4 separate regions of the Zea mays genome follow, and all the other regions are linked to region 3. A link is a contact called in public Hi-C data. All regions are on one chromosome and are shown on one strand. Each heading gives the region's core, a stretch centred on a gene start, on an enhancer-like site or on the middle of the called end of the contact. The rest is flanking DNA. Distances are from core to core; before and after follow the strand shown.

Region 1 (3,423 bases), core at 725-3,224, 150 kb after region 3:
TTCTGATGTTCAGAGTTCAAATGCACAGGTAAAACATGTGAGGAACAGCGCAGCCTGGCGTTCTCTGCGTGCGTGGCTAATGCACAGGGCACAGATCAGAATCGACTGGTTGTCCCAAGTCCAAACAGCTGGGGCCCAGCCTCCCAGGCGCAATTGCCCCGGCACCAGTGCACCACCGTTCAGCTATCCCTGTGGCTCGGGCTCCCCTCCCGTTGCTGTCAATTGTCATGTATGGAGACCCCCAGCGGCAGAACAGAGCATGAAACCTGACCAGACCGCGACGATGCCACGGCGGCGTCCGGTCCGAGAAGGCGCGAGAGGGCCAGCTGCTTGGGTTGGACTTGGACACCCAGCAGCAGGTCCCGGCCATGGTCAGCAGCTGGCTGCTGCTGCTGGCCTTCTCTTCCCTTTCGTCTCACTCCATCCAATCCCACGAGAAGGAGGAGGAGGAAGGGAATTCATTTTATAAATAATTAAAAGAAAAGCAAGAGTATAAAGCCAAGCCACGTTAGGCAGGGCAATCCAAGCGATGTCGTCGACCGGTCCACCTCGCCGCGTGTTGCATTGTGCCTCTCATGGGGGGGGCCCATCACGATGACCTGACAACTCCTCCCAATGCCGACACGACGTCTCGCGGGACGACGCGCGCGCGGCCATCGGACGGGACGGAGGAGCCCCGCATTCCGCCCGGCGGCGATCGTTCCGTGCGTCGTCGCCGTGTGTCATGTCATCTTGGTTGTGTTAACTTGATGCGCCCTCTCTCGTTGTCGTCTGTCAGGACTCAGGGAGTCAAGACTCCCAAGACCCACACACAACAGTGATGCAGCAAGCAGTGCCAGTGTGCCACCTCGTTCGCGCATTCGGGCTGGGCCTGGGCTCATAAATGTTCAGACTAATCAGCAAGGGCTCACGTTTGACTAGGCACGTACGTATGCCAGCAGGTCGGTCGAGAGGTCTGTTGCGCTACCGGCATACACTTGGAGTCGCGCTTCTGGCCAACCGACGGATCCGTCGCCACCCACGCAATAATTGGCATCCCATTTGCTTGGTGGGCGCGCAATCGCTGATGCTCAGGTCGCAGCAAATACGTATCCTAATCAATAATGCCATGAGTAAACCGTAGTAGCATATATGTGTGTTGTTTTTCTGGCTTTAATTTACTGAAAGCAACAGACCCCAGAACCGTGGTCTCTATGAATAAAGCGCTTTCCTCTAACAACTTTAACTCATGTTGGTTTGTGTACTCCTTCTATTCTAAAATATTAGTTGTTTTAGCTCTTATATTTTATGTCTATGTTCAAATATATAATAATGAATATTAAGTATTGTATGAATCAACTAAAAAGATAAAACGGATTTTATTTAAAGAAACCGTATATGTAGTGCATATGACTGACCTGTAGCTTAGGCTCTTAGCCGTCATCTCTCTCTGAAACACGACCGTTCAGCTGAATCAATGTATATGTAGCAGAGCAGACGCGTTGTTCAACGGTCCATCGGTCGCAGCTCCCTTTGCGCGGCGCGACCTGCCAAGATCAGTCAAACAGGCCCGGGTTACATCGACCTCTCGACACATTCCGTGACAACAGATGTGCTACCTGGGCGAGAGGAAGACGAGAACGGCCGATCAGCTCCAGGAGCCGAGAGCGTTGGCGCGTCGCGGTTTTTACAGTTGATCGCACCGGCCGGCTAGCCTGCGTGCCACGCGAAAACGACAGCGGATATAGTATGATGAACACCATGCGTGCGTGCGTGCGGCTATTCGCACCTGCTGCTAGGGCCGGTCGTGCTCGGGACTTGGGCAGACAGCACAGGTCATCCCCCCTCCCATGCGCGCCATGAGGACTTCTCTCGACATCATCATCATCAGGGCACGGGCTTCAACAAGCACATGCTTCTTCCTTCCCTTCGATGCTTAGGGGGTGTTTGGTTTAGAGGGACTAATTTTTAGTCCCTCTATTTTATACCATTTTAGTACCTAAATTACCAAATACAGAAACTAAAACTTTATTTTAGTTTCCATATTTAATAATTTAGGAACTAAAATAGAATAAAATTGAAGGGACTAAAGATTAGTCCCTAAAACCAAACACCCCCTTATTTTAAGTGTACGTACGTATACCTAAAAGGGGGTAGCAACAATCATTAGATCATCAAACTGGAACAAGCTGCGGCATTATGGGAAGAAGCAACATTACATCACATACATGCATGAGAGGAATGCATTGAGAGGCGCGCTTTACTGATGCCTCCCATATATTTCTGCCTGGCAGTGTCACAAACGATTGCATCCCACTGGCTGTGCTGTTTTCCAGGCTTATGTATCAGCTACGTACTTCAGAATACTGTGAACCCGAGTTCTAAAATTGTGGGGGTATGAAAAAGGCCTGATCGAGCCATTAGCTTCTTCTTGTTTCCTGCCATTGGGCGTGCTCAGCTGGGTTTCTTATGTTAATGTGCTGTCGACAGAACAGACAGGGGCGCAGGAAAGGTTTGTTGAAGGAACTAAAATAGCTAACAGCTAGCTAGCTAAATGAACATCACTACTGCTCATCGGCTTCCAATGCTGTTAGCAAAAGAGCAAGCAGTTCATAAAAGCTCAGAGTGGAACAAACAGCACTATCTGTTTCGCGCTCCACACATGCTCATCATCAGCAGGTGGCAGAACTGGGTGCCATTTTGTCAGATTTACGATGCGCCTTAACTAACAAGTGATATAAGATGTGTTTGCACTTTGGAGTAACCAATCGACCATTGGCAAAGGTGATTTGCGTTGCCTCTCTAATGAAACTAACACCAGGAGACTAGCTAACTAGCAACCTTTCGCTACCAGCTACCGCTTATGCAATGACAAACACTGAATTGTAAGTTCAGTAAAAAAAAAAATCATACCTGCCTTCAGCTACAGACGACTACCACGCACGAGGCCTCGTACAGTTTGCACGCCTGATCTGTGCCTTCTACCAGGTACGAGGTCGTGATCCGATCAACAGCACTAACTGCTCACAAAGTACGATCCAAACAACCAACGACCTGTACCACCTACGCTCACAGCGACCGATCACCTGCATGTACCAACCAACCCTACTCATGCACCAAACTCTGCCCCCAAATCCCGATTTGCCCACGGCAGCTTGGCCCACACGGCCACACCACCATGCTTATGCCCAACGCATAGAGGAACAGCCCGACAAAGGCACAATGGACCATCTGACAGCCTTGTGCGAGCAAATCTTCAGGGGAGGGGGAGGGGGCAGGCCAGCTGCAACAACTGCTATTTATGAACTGACACCGGCATTTCATCGAGCAGGTGACCGAAGCTATGCGCATGCCTAGCGTACTTCCCGCCATCACTTATTGGCAGTTTCGCACTCGCTGAGTGCAAACCCGCGGGAGGAATTCCCCCGCTTTTCTGTGATGGAA
Region 2 (3,447 bases), core at 728-3,227, 170 kb before region 3:
AAGAATTCGAGGTTTTGTTTGCCAGTACTGATCCAAGCGCTGCCTTGCATACTCCTTGTACGCGAAGTCGATATTTTCGTTCACGTGCGCCTGATGACACGGTAGAGAAAACAAAGAAACCAAAGATAGATTTGTATTTATTCACAAAAACGAGACATGCACATTTGACTCTAGTGTCGGTGGCTCACCGAGATTATTCCCCACAGGCCCCAGAAGAGATGGCTCGCAAGAGTGTACTTTGCTATCAACCCTAGCAGTTCTTCAACTTCCCCATCCGTTGGCTTTTTACCTGATGAACATATATAGAATACATTTCTTGAAAACAGAGAATTCTCACAACGTATCCATGTGGTGCGAGTGAGCGTCTTTTTTAAATTTAAAATAGTCCACATTAGCACAGCATCCTCGAATTCCTTGCATTGTGGTTACCTGCAGAGCTAAGGTATGCCTCAACGAATCTTCTCTGCTCCCCAGTGTCTGAAACAGTGCAGATAGCAGTGAAATCAAGCAGCAAACGTAACTTCAATAGCAAGATATCTATCAACGCAAATTGTGATAAGTGAAGCTAACCAGGATATTTCGTAAAATCCAACACATGTGGTGTTGATGTATGGTAATCAGCAGCCATCTCACAGAAGTGATTAGCAATGTCGAATGCGACTGGGTTAAAACTCGCATATTCATAGTCCTGCAGAGAATAAAAGATCAACAAGGCGGCATTAAGTTACAGGAATAACATGGTCTAAGATTTGGTAGAACAAGAACTCCTCGCAGGTCTGTCAAGTTGTTCCTTATTGCTAGCATTGCTCAGCAAACCTAGATTTTTTTTCTGTTTTACTTATATGTGTCCCCATTCCTAAAATTTCATGATAACATACAGGAAAATTGTAATCCTGTAAATTTTACCCAGAATTATGCAGATAGGCGCCGGAATAGGTTTTAAGTGAAAAATGAGAATAGATTCTCATTTTATAAAACTTACTATCAAGGTGACTTGTCTGGTCTCTTCATATATCATAATATTTCCATACTGCAGATCGTTATGGCAGAATCCTACTGACTGTTGGAGCCCCGAGAGCGTCTTCTCCAGCACTGAAATCTCATCACCTAGTTTATTCAGCTGAAATTGGTTAGACTCTTCCTCAGAACACCTGTCACGAGCCTCCCCAAGCCACCGCCTGATTCATACAACACCAAGCAATCAGATTGGGATCAGAATTCAAGCACATTTCCCACAAAAATAAAAAAAGAAAAGAAACAATGGCATACTTGAGCCTCTGCCACAATGACACGTCCCTAGGTCCAGGCATGTCGAGATCGTGAAACTCGCGCAGCTTCCTGGCAATCAGCGCGGACATCTCCGGGTCGCGCAGATCCGCGGCGGAGAGGGTCTGGCAAGGCCAGGACGCGAGCAACGCGCGAGTGAGCCATGACAAGAAACAACCGCGGAACGGATCCGAGCAGACACATCACGCATTTAGGGTGGTAGAGGCGTAGTGTACCCTGGCGTTGATGAACTCCTCGACGCGGCCGTTGGCGAAGCGGCCCAGGAGGCGGGGCCCCTGGCCGTGGCGCGACATGCACTCGAAGGTGCGGACCTCGTCGGCGCGGTCGAAGAAGACCTCGACGCCCCGGCCGTAGATGCGCACGAGCACCTTGCGCGGGCCGTTGCCCTCGGCCTCGCCGCCGGGCCAGGTGATCCGGAAGACCTCGTTGGTCATGGCGCCCCTGAGCTGGGACACGGCCAGCGCGCCGGGGTCCACGTCGCCGCCCCAGAGGTCCCCGGCGAGGCGGTGCAGGATGCGGCGCGCGTCCGCCGGTATCCGGTCGATGCTGGCGCTCCGCTTCAGCGCGGGCGCGGCCTCCCCGCGCGGCGGCGGGTCCGCGGCGGCCATCGGCGCGCGGAGGGGCGCGTGTAGGCGGCGGCGATCTGCGGAGGCGGAGATGCGGCGTGGGTCCCGTGTCGGTTTGAGTTTGATTTGATTTGATCGGAGAGGGAAATGGGTTTGGGAGGCTGGGAATGCCGCCTGCCGCGGAATCGGATCCGAATCGGGATCGGTGGAAAAAAAACAAATCCACTCAAAGCTTCCAGGGGCGACAGCTTCTGGCGCCACGTCAGGCGCCAGCGGTGATTGCAAAGGGCACACGTGGGGACTCATCACGTGTACGTGTACCATGACTTGTGGACTCAGACTGCCTGCAGCGCACGGCGCAGCCTCTCCTTGCACCGGTGTTTAGCGTGCCTCTTCGCGTCTTCTTACAGTGTAGGTGTTTAGCGTGACTCTTCAGCCTCCCCTATCGGCTAGAGTAATAAGGCTAATCACAATAGATGTTTTATGAAGTGTTTCATGTATTAATTAGTCTGCTATAATCAGCTATTTTAATAACATGTCACATCATTTAAGAAGGAAGAGTTTCATAGAGTTTTATGGGGATGAAACCATGTTAACTCGTTTCCAAGGTCTTGAAAACTGTGTGAAACCTTCACTGAGAGTGTTTTGTTTCATCTTCATATAATTGAGTAAATCCTATTGGTTATTTATATGCAGCATTTAAGAAGTATGTTGACATATGAAATAGTAAGATGAAACTTTCTATTGAGAAAAGATGTTTCATTTATCCATAAAACTGATGTGTTATTTTTAAAAATAGAGACATGAAATCTTCACTGTGATTAGCCTAACGCAACAAAGGATTCCACCAAATCTGGCGGCTTGGAGCCAGCCCACTTACCCTCGAAGTTCGTGCACCGTGTTATTTTTTTATAGTGGAAAAATAGTTGTATATAATAAATAGGTATGGAAGATAATATTTTATGGTTGTAGTGGGTATATGAGAAGAATATAGGAGGAATCATTACTGGAGATAAAAAAATAGAAGAAGAAATATTATTAATGTGAAAAAAATAATATAGAGAAAGAATTTAGAGAAAACATTTGTGGATAATCTCGTCACGCCACATGCACCTGAGCCATCGAACTGAGCCTTAAAATGGCTTAAAACGACAAAGAAACACAAATTCGCATTGGTTTCTTACTTGCAAATTTGCGTCGGTTCAGATTATGATGAGGTCCGCTAAAACCACACCCCCAGCCATTGCTGGAAGACGAGGACACGATACACGAACCGGGGGCAGTAATCATATCTAAAACCTTATCCACTCGTACGTACGCCACCCCGTTACGAACACTCGAGGAGGAGGAGCAGAGAGAGAGAGGAGGCTACGAGTTGGAGTTCAGTGACGTTACATCCGCAGCAGCTGGAGGAAGTGGCGGCGACTCCGGCAGCGACGGCCGGTTGCGGCAGCCGAGGGCGAGGGCGAGGAGGATGCGCTGGGCAGCGCGCCTGACCAGTGACCGGAGCCATAGCAGACCGGACCCGTCTGCCCCGCCGTGAGCTCCCGGCCGGCTGCCGGCGAGAGGCGAGGATCGATATGATACAGCTGCG
Region 3 (3,301 bases), core at 520-3,019:
CCTACATCGCCGGAGGGGCAAAGGTGACATTAGTGGAATCGAGGTATTGAGTGATTTCTTGTCCACTTGGCTCAAAGATCAAGCCGTGTCTTGATAGAGGAGCAAGTGAGAGCTTGAAGTCCACCTCAACGTGGATTAGGGGTGATCGGCAAATCACCGATACCACGGGATAAAATTCATTGTCTTTACTTTCTTGCATTACTTATTGCCGTGCAAGTGATTACTATTTTGCACATTGTTCTTCAAGTTTTCAATCTCACTAGTTGATTCTCATAGATTGTTTACTTGTGATAGGTTATCACTAGAGAATTTATACCTCTTGTTATATTGATTAAATTTTCCTAATGTTTTTTATTTTAGTCAAAACCGTCTATTCACCCCCCTTTAGCCGGTGTCCTAGATCCTACACCCACCGGGTAGCATCTCTAGGGGCCACTTCTCATCCTCGCTCCTCCTAAGACCCAAAGCGATGTCGTTTGTATACCTTTGAACCTGCTGGTAGAAGAAGAGGATACATGACGATGCGCAATCTTAGCAAGCTTGATGACGATGTGTTGGATCTCATCAAGCTCGATCGATAATGACGATATAGATATTAACAACATAGGATTGGTCTCGACAATGAGCCAATGTCAAATATATCATAGAAGAATAATGATAGATATGGGAGAGCATCACAGGAGGCAGGTGAGGCATTGTGAGAGACAAAAATGACGGCGGGAGGAAGACATTGAGGAGCAAAGTGAGAGTGAAGCAAGTTTTTCCTGCTCTCTACCCTAGACCGCACAGTGCACATCACCAAGAGCAGTGGAGTGACATCGCTTGATAGCACTTCATGGCTTATCTCGTGGAGTGGAGCAAGGAGATTGTTGCCCAATGAGACCTAAATACGCTAAATGGCTATCTAATCTAACAATGATTTTATCACCCTAAATAAAAAATCAACTGTATAAAAAAGAAGACACTTTATATTATGGAAAATATATCTAGTGCACATATTAAACCATGATTGTCTATGTTAGATTTAACGTCCTTGTTGTCCTATATACTTTGCAAAAAATACTCTACAAACATGATAGAAGTGATGGTGGATAATGGTGGAGGGTTTTCTTTTTAAAATATACGGATATGGACAATTATAATTTAATGTATGTACCATATGTACCATATGCACAAAATATATTCCCTTAGATTATACAAGTGACACGAGAAAAACTAAACAACCATCTTCCCTACCGGTCTTTTTTGGGGAACAGAATTTTAAGAAAAATTGGCTGCTCTGAGATGTGAGTGGCCCGTCGAATATAGCTGACTAGATTTGATTCCCTCAGATAAAAATGCATAAATAATTATTTTGCATGAGCATTCATATTCACCACCCGCAAAAAAAAAGATAGAAAATTTGGTTGCGTGCAATATGACCCGCCCATTGTTGAGTTGGGGATATTCTATCGGCAAGTAAAGCTAAAGCATAAATAAAGTGTTAAGCAAAGGTAGAAATTCCTAAAATGTTAAATCACAGGCATGTCATTTTTACTTTACTTTTTTACGACAAATATCACTAATCTGATCTAAGTTTAACCGTTAATATTTATTTTCAACTTATGGAATCTAATGCCTATTTTTGTTCCTAATTTAATGTTACTTTCAGACCCAAATGGAGTAGGAAATGCCAGTAGAATACAACGAAGTGATTTGTTTTTCTTGGTCCAAAGACCCAGGCACCTGGTGGCCACCAAGAGATTGGGTCCCTGTGCCAATGCGCTATCGGACTTCTCGTCTTGGCTTTAACCTTTTTCCCTTTTGCAACCTTTTTCGACCAACCTTCGTCTCCAGACTCGTCCACCCTATAAATTGTCTCGCCAGACCATTCCAATCCGGCAACTCCTGCTCTGCCTGAGCCTGAGCGTAGGCGGCTACCAGAGAGAAGGGTAGGCGGCGCCGGCGGCGGGAGCAATAGAAGAGCGGTAAATCCAAGAGAGATCAGAGCCTCGGAGGGAAACAGAAGCGCACAGAGCATGGAGAGCCCGATCTCGAGGACTAACCTGAATTGCATCAGCCTGGCGGACCCGAACGTCCAGAAATCAGTGGCGCTCCTCAAGCAGGTCCGCGGTTCTTTCTTGATTTCCGCAAGTTTGGTCGACACAAGTGTCTGATTGTCTGAATAGCAGAGGGCTTGGAACTTCCTTTCTCGGGAATCTTGTTTCTTTTCATAAGGTAGGAGGGTAGGAGCCTGATTGTTCTTATGTCTGTTATTTATTTATTTATTTATTTCGCTAGTCGTAAGGCAGGTTAATAGAATTGGTTTACTATCAGTGCACATGCTCCACAAGAACATGTATTTCACTCTTGTCCAAATCTCCAATATATTACACTAGTTGCACTACCATCGCTCACCTGTTGCTTTCATCTAGTATATTACTTAATTAGTTAATTGTACCTTCAAATCTCATCCCTTTGGAAACTAAAGGTTCGTTTATATTGTGCTGACGAGTGTGACCTGCTAACCTGCCATCTTGCAATTTCTTTAGATCTCTATTGTTAGGTTCGTCAGCAGAAAAGGCAGCAACTTTGCCCCCGAAAATATTTGGGTATAATTGGTTCTCTTTATTAGGTGGATCCTTATCAACTTGGATAATTTATTTGTCTTAGTGTACATTTTTATTTCCTTGATTATGCCAAAAGTACATCTTGCCTCTATGGCACAATCCATGTAAATGCATGTTACCATTTTTCGGTTTTTGCATGTTATTTTGGAATTGGTATATAGTAAGGCAGTGATGTATGGCATGCATCTGCTTGTTTCTTTTCTAGATTTTCTGATAGTTGTTTCCCGAGCCACACTTCATTCAGTTTGTTGCCTCTTGACTGTCTATAATTTAGTCTTGAACCACTAAAAATCTAGTGTGCATGATATTGAAGTTTCCATGTTTGACAGCTCAAATCTTTGTTGGCTCTGTTCGTAAAAAAGCTCTGTATCATACTCTTCTTCCTGAAAACAATGTTTTTATTTGGTAGGCATGCCTGGATTCAGGCTTCTTCTATGTTGTGGATCATGGGATAAGCCAAGAGTTCATGGATGAAGTTTTTGCCCAGAGCAAGAAGTTCTTTGACCTTCCTCATAGTGAGAAAATGAAGCTTCTCCGAGACGAGAAGAATAGAGGGTACACACCCATGCTAGATGAAATTCTTGATCCTGAAAATCAAGTTAATGGTAAGTTATTCAAACTCCACGGTTGTTGCTGCACATAAATCTAGTTTTTTCATGGGCCATCTATGGTAGAGAGCTGCTAGTGATGAA
Region 4 (3,062 bases), core at 178-2,677, 130 kb before region 3:
GTTGCTTCTTAGCGAAGCCAAGGCCTCGGGCGAGCCGGAGATGTGTCCGCCGTAAAAAGGGGGGCCTCGGGCGAGACGGAAGTCCCTCGAGGTCGGCTGCCCGAGTCCGAGGCTAGGCTCGGGTGAAGCGTGATCGAGTCACTCGCATGGACTGATCCCTGACTTAATCGTACCCATCAGGCCTCTGCAGCTTTATGCTGATGGGGGTTACCAGCTGAGAATTAGGCGTCTTGAGGGTACCCCTAATTATGGTCCCCGACACTTGTGCACTGGGACGACGACCGTTGCTGACGTTGTAAGTGTTCTCGAACATGATGTATGTAGAGGAGTAGCGCATCCGATGGTGCAACGACTATGTGTACTACCTTGCTGATGAGCCCGGGGTGCACTTCGTCTGACAGCTCAATGAAGAGTAATTGGTACTCGCCATGTCGCGTGCGTTCGACGACTACTGTATAAAGAACTATGGCATCATCTCGGCACCGGAGGTGACGCATAGTAGGACCGACAACAATGACCAGCTTATCATCCTTGCCACCGTCGGAGTAGCTTTTATGCCGTCTTGCCTTAATTCTCTTCGCAAACACATACTTGCCTTTTTTGTTTAAACAAGCGCGTATGGTGGTGCGTGCTTGATGACTGCCAATGTAGAAGGAACTTCTTACGGTAGGTATGAGACGTGTTGTTCAATGATGAGACCGTGACATATATCAAAGTCTGCATGATACTGATGATTGCAATGTAGTGGTGAAATGACTAGATTAAAATAACAAGATTTATGTACGACTAGGATCACAAATATATTATGAAACCTTTTCTATAACGGTATAACACATATTTTATATATAAATTATCGTATTATTATATATTTCCGTTGCAACGCACTGACATCACCTACTAATATAATAGTCGGATAGTATCTGTTACGAAAATCACTAAACTATCTATGCGCGCGTCCACCAAATCACAAGTCCAAAAACACCCGTCGCCGTCAGTGCTGACTTTGTTTTTGACAAGGATCGGTGTTCAATTGAAGCACCGAAAAAAGCAGCACCGGACACGGGCTATTAAAACATACTAAACTCTCAAACTGAGGTGCAAATCACATTTTGAGTGCGGCATGCGGATGGTGGACGCATGGCATGGAGAGGGTCATGCACCCATGCCATGCCCGCCCCCTCCGAAAATATCAAGGCCATGTCAGCAGCGCCAGGAGGCGATCTCCCCACCCCAGCCCACAACCCCAGCCCACCGAACAGGTATCTCCCTCCCCCGCACCCGCGGCCGCTCGCCGACGCGTGGGCCCGTGCATAGCCCGCGTCCACCTGTCGGTGACTGCAGCCATCCGCGTGGGGCCTCCACCTGTAGCGCGCGGGTGAAATAACGCGGCCGCACCACCACCACGCCCTGCATCGCGGAAAAAATCTTTTTCTCGCCTCTCCTCGCTCCTCGCCATTTCTCTCTCTTCCCCTCCGCTTCGCCCACCGCCCGCTCCGAAATCTGCGCGCCGACGCCGCCGGCTGCCCGTGGAGAGCCTCGAATTAGAGCGCGTTCCGTCGAGGTAGCGCTCCTGATTTTTTCCCCTGTGCGGATCTCGTTTTTTCTGTGCGGGTTTCGCCCGTTGATGATTTACGGCTGTCTGTTCGCGGCTACTGGCGCCAACTGCTCGGCTGGATTCGTAGGTATTTTTAGGAGCAGGTTCTGGTGATAGATTTACTGGAGACGCGGAGGATTGAACGACGAAGAGTTTAAACTTTGGCGGCGGGGTTGAGCTGATTTAATTGACTGTTTTGGCTAGCCTCGACGGATCGATGGGTCGGGGATGCACTTGACTAAAAATCTCTGTGGGTTTTTAGTTTCGGCTACTACCGTCTTAGCTCCTTGATTGCAAATAGTGTGGATTTGGGCTGGGCCTCGCCATTTACGGCGGTGTCACAGAATTATGTCCCCAAAAAACTGTGGAGGATACGTACGCGTACCTACGGTTGTGGAGAAGTTATATAGGGGTGGGCATAATCACTTGGAATTGTGTGTAGTAAAGGCTGTTAGTCCTTTAATTTAACATGTCTGCTTTGGTTATATTGTTTGTCTGATTGTATTTTTTTCTAACGAGGAACTGTAGCAGACATTTACTGACCTTAACTTGTACTACAAACACACAAGTTGAGCATACAAGATTATTGATCCAAAATAGAAAGATCTTACCTTGAACTTCCATTTCAGCCATCCCATCCCTACGAATTGTTCATTACTACAGGAAATTAGGTGATAAGTTGAGTCCTCGAAATTGCTGAACCTGTATGAACTTTCTAAAAGGGTAAATAGCTGATTCCCAAACCGCCTTCCCCTTTTCCGACGGTTTTGAAAAAACCCGTCACCTTGATTATTTCAACATGCTCTTTTACCAAATTGATTCTTCATTTATGTGATCCAGGAATGTAGTTTACTAGTTTTAAGTGTCCATTTTGGATTCTGGCGCTGAAATATCAGACAAGTACTGCCTTAAAAAATTAATGCCTATATTTGTTGTTAAGTGAAAATTACTGCCTTAAAAAGATAAGTGAAAGGTTCTCGTCCCCTATTTTGGTAATACTTTTATTTGATCATGCATTTATTGTTTACTTTTTCTGAAAGGTCTATTAGCAGATTGCACACTTTTTTTAGCTACTTTTCATTTCTTTTGTTAGTTACTGTATTTGCTGTTTAGTTTCTTCGTTCTTAAATACTAATCCTCACTTCTCAGTATTACTCAATTGCCCCTATTCTTCTTATGACATATTTTTTTAATGCAGAGGTTTTCAAGCAACTATGTTTGAGTTTGGTTGATATGATACTCATTCACGTTGGGGATGCAGACCCCCCCTCTGTGGGGGTTGATTGAAGAAGTTAACTGTACACTTAGGAGAACTTGTGTCCTACTGAAAGTTTCTTGGTTTCGAGGCAAGTATGTCAGATTCAAATGTGAATGTCTTACTAAGAGTAGGGCTTTGGTGGCATAGATGGATGAACTGATTGTCAACTTCAACAAGTTGTTGATTACAGGTGCTCTTATTGGTTATTGG

Evidence for each region. Hi-C and Micro-C count contacts between places; a contact is called where the count stands out from the background.
Region 1: a Hi-C map of endosperm shows a contact between it and region 3, with 2.8 times the contacts expected there. The contact joins the promoter of LOC103634916 here to the promoter of LOC100192575 in region 3. A contact is called at or near these places in 4 of 25 Hi-C or Micro-C datasets (bundle sheath, ear, endosperm and 1 more).
Region 2: a Hi-C map of bundle sheath shows a contact between it and region 3, with 3 times the contacts expected there. The contact joins the promoter of LOC100192922 here to the promoter of LOC100192575 in region 3. A contact is called at or near these places in 5 of 25 Hi-C or Micro-C datasets (bundle sheath, ear, endosperm and 2 more).
Region 4: a Hi-C map of endosperm shows a contact between it and region 3, with 2.4 times the contacts expected there. The contact joins the promoter of LOC100147733 here to the promoter of LOC100192575 in region 3. A contact is called at or near these places in 10 of 25 Hi-C or Micro-C datasets (ear, endosperm, leaf and 4 more).

What each region holds. Positions count from the first base shown.
Region 1 is chr8:21,418,728-21,422,150 of Zm-B73-REFERENCE-NAM-5.0, reverse strand. It overlaps LOC103634916 (NAC domain-containing protein 75), which reads right to left and starts at 1,974. Exons shown (of 9, transcript XM_020542516.3): 1 at 1,769-1,974; 2 at 1,599-1,694; 3 at 1,398-1,526.
Region 2 is chr8:21,742,907-21,746,353 of Zm-B73-REFERENCE-NAM-5.0, reverse strand. It overlaps LOC100192922, which reads right to left and starts at 1,977. Exons shown (of 7, transcript NM_001138106.1): 1 at 1,503-1,977; 2 at 1,270-1,391; 3 at 983-1,178; 4 at 571-688; 5 at 430-477; 6 at 189-289; 7 at 1-90. The coding sequence starts at 1,895.
Region 3 is chr8:21,572,366-21,575,666 of Zm-B73-REFERENCE-NAM-5.0, reverse strand. LOC100192575 (iron ion binding protein) reads left to right here and starts at 1,769. Exons shown (of 11, transcript NM_001137790.1): 1 at 1,769-2,105; 2 at 3,019-3,214. The coding sequence starts at 2,019.
Region 4 is chr8:21,701,710-21,704,771 of Zm-B73-REFERENCE-NAM-5.0, reverse strand. LOC100147733 reads left to right here and starts at 1,427. Exons shown (of 16, transcript NM_001301657.1): 1 at 1,427-1,561; 2 at 2,793-3,042.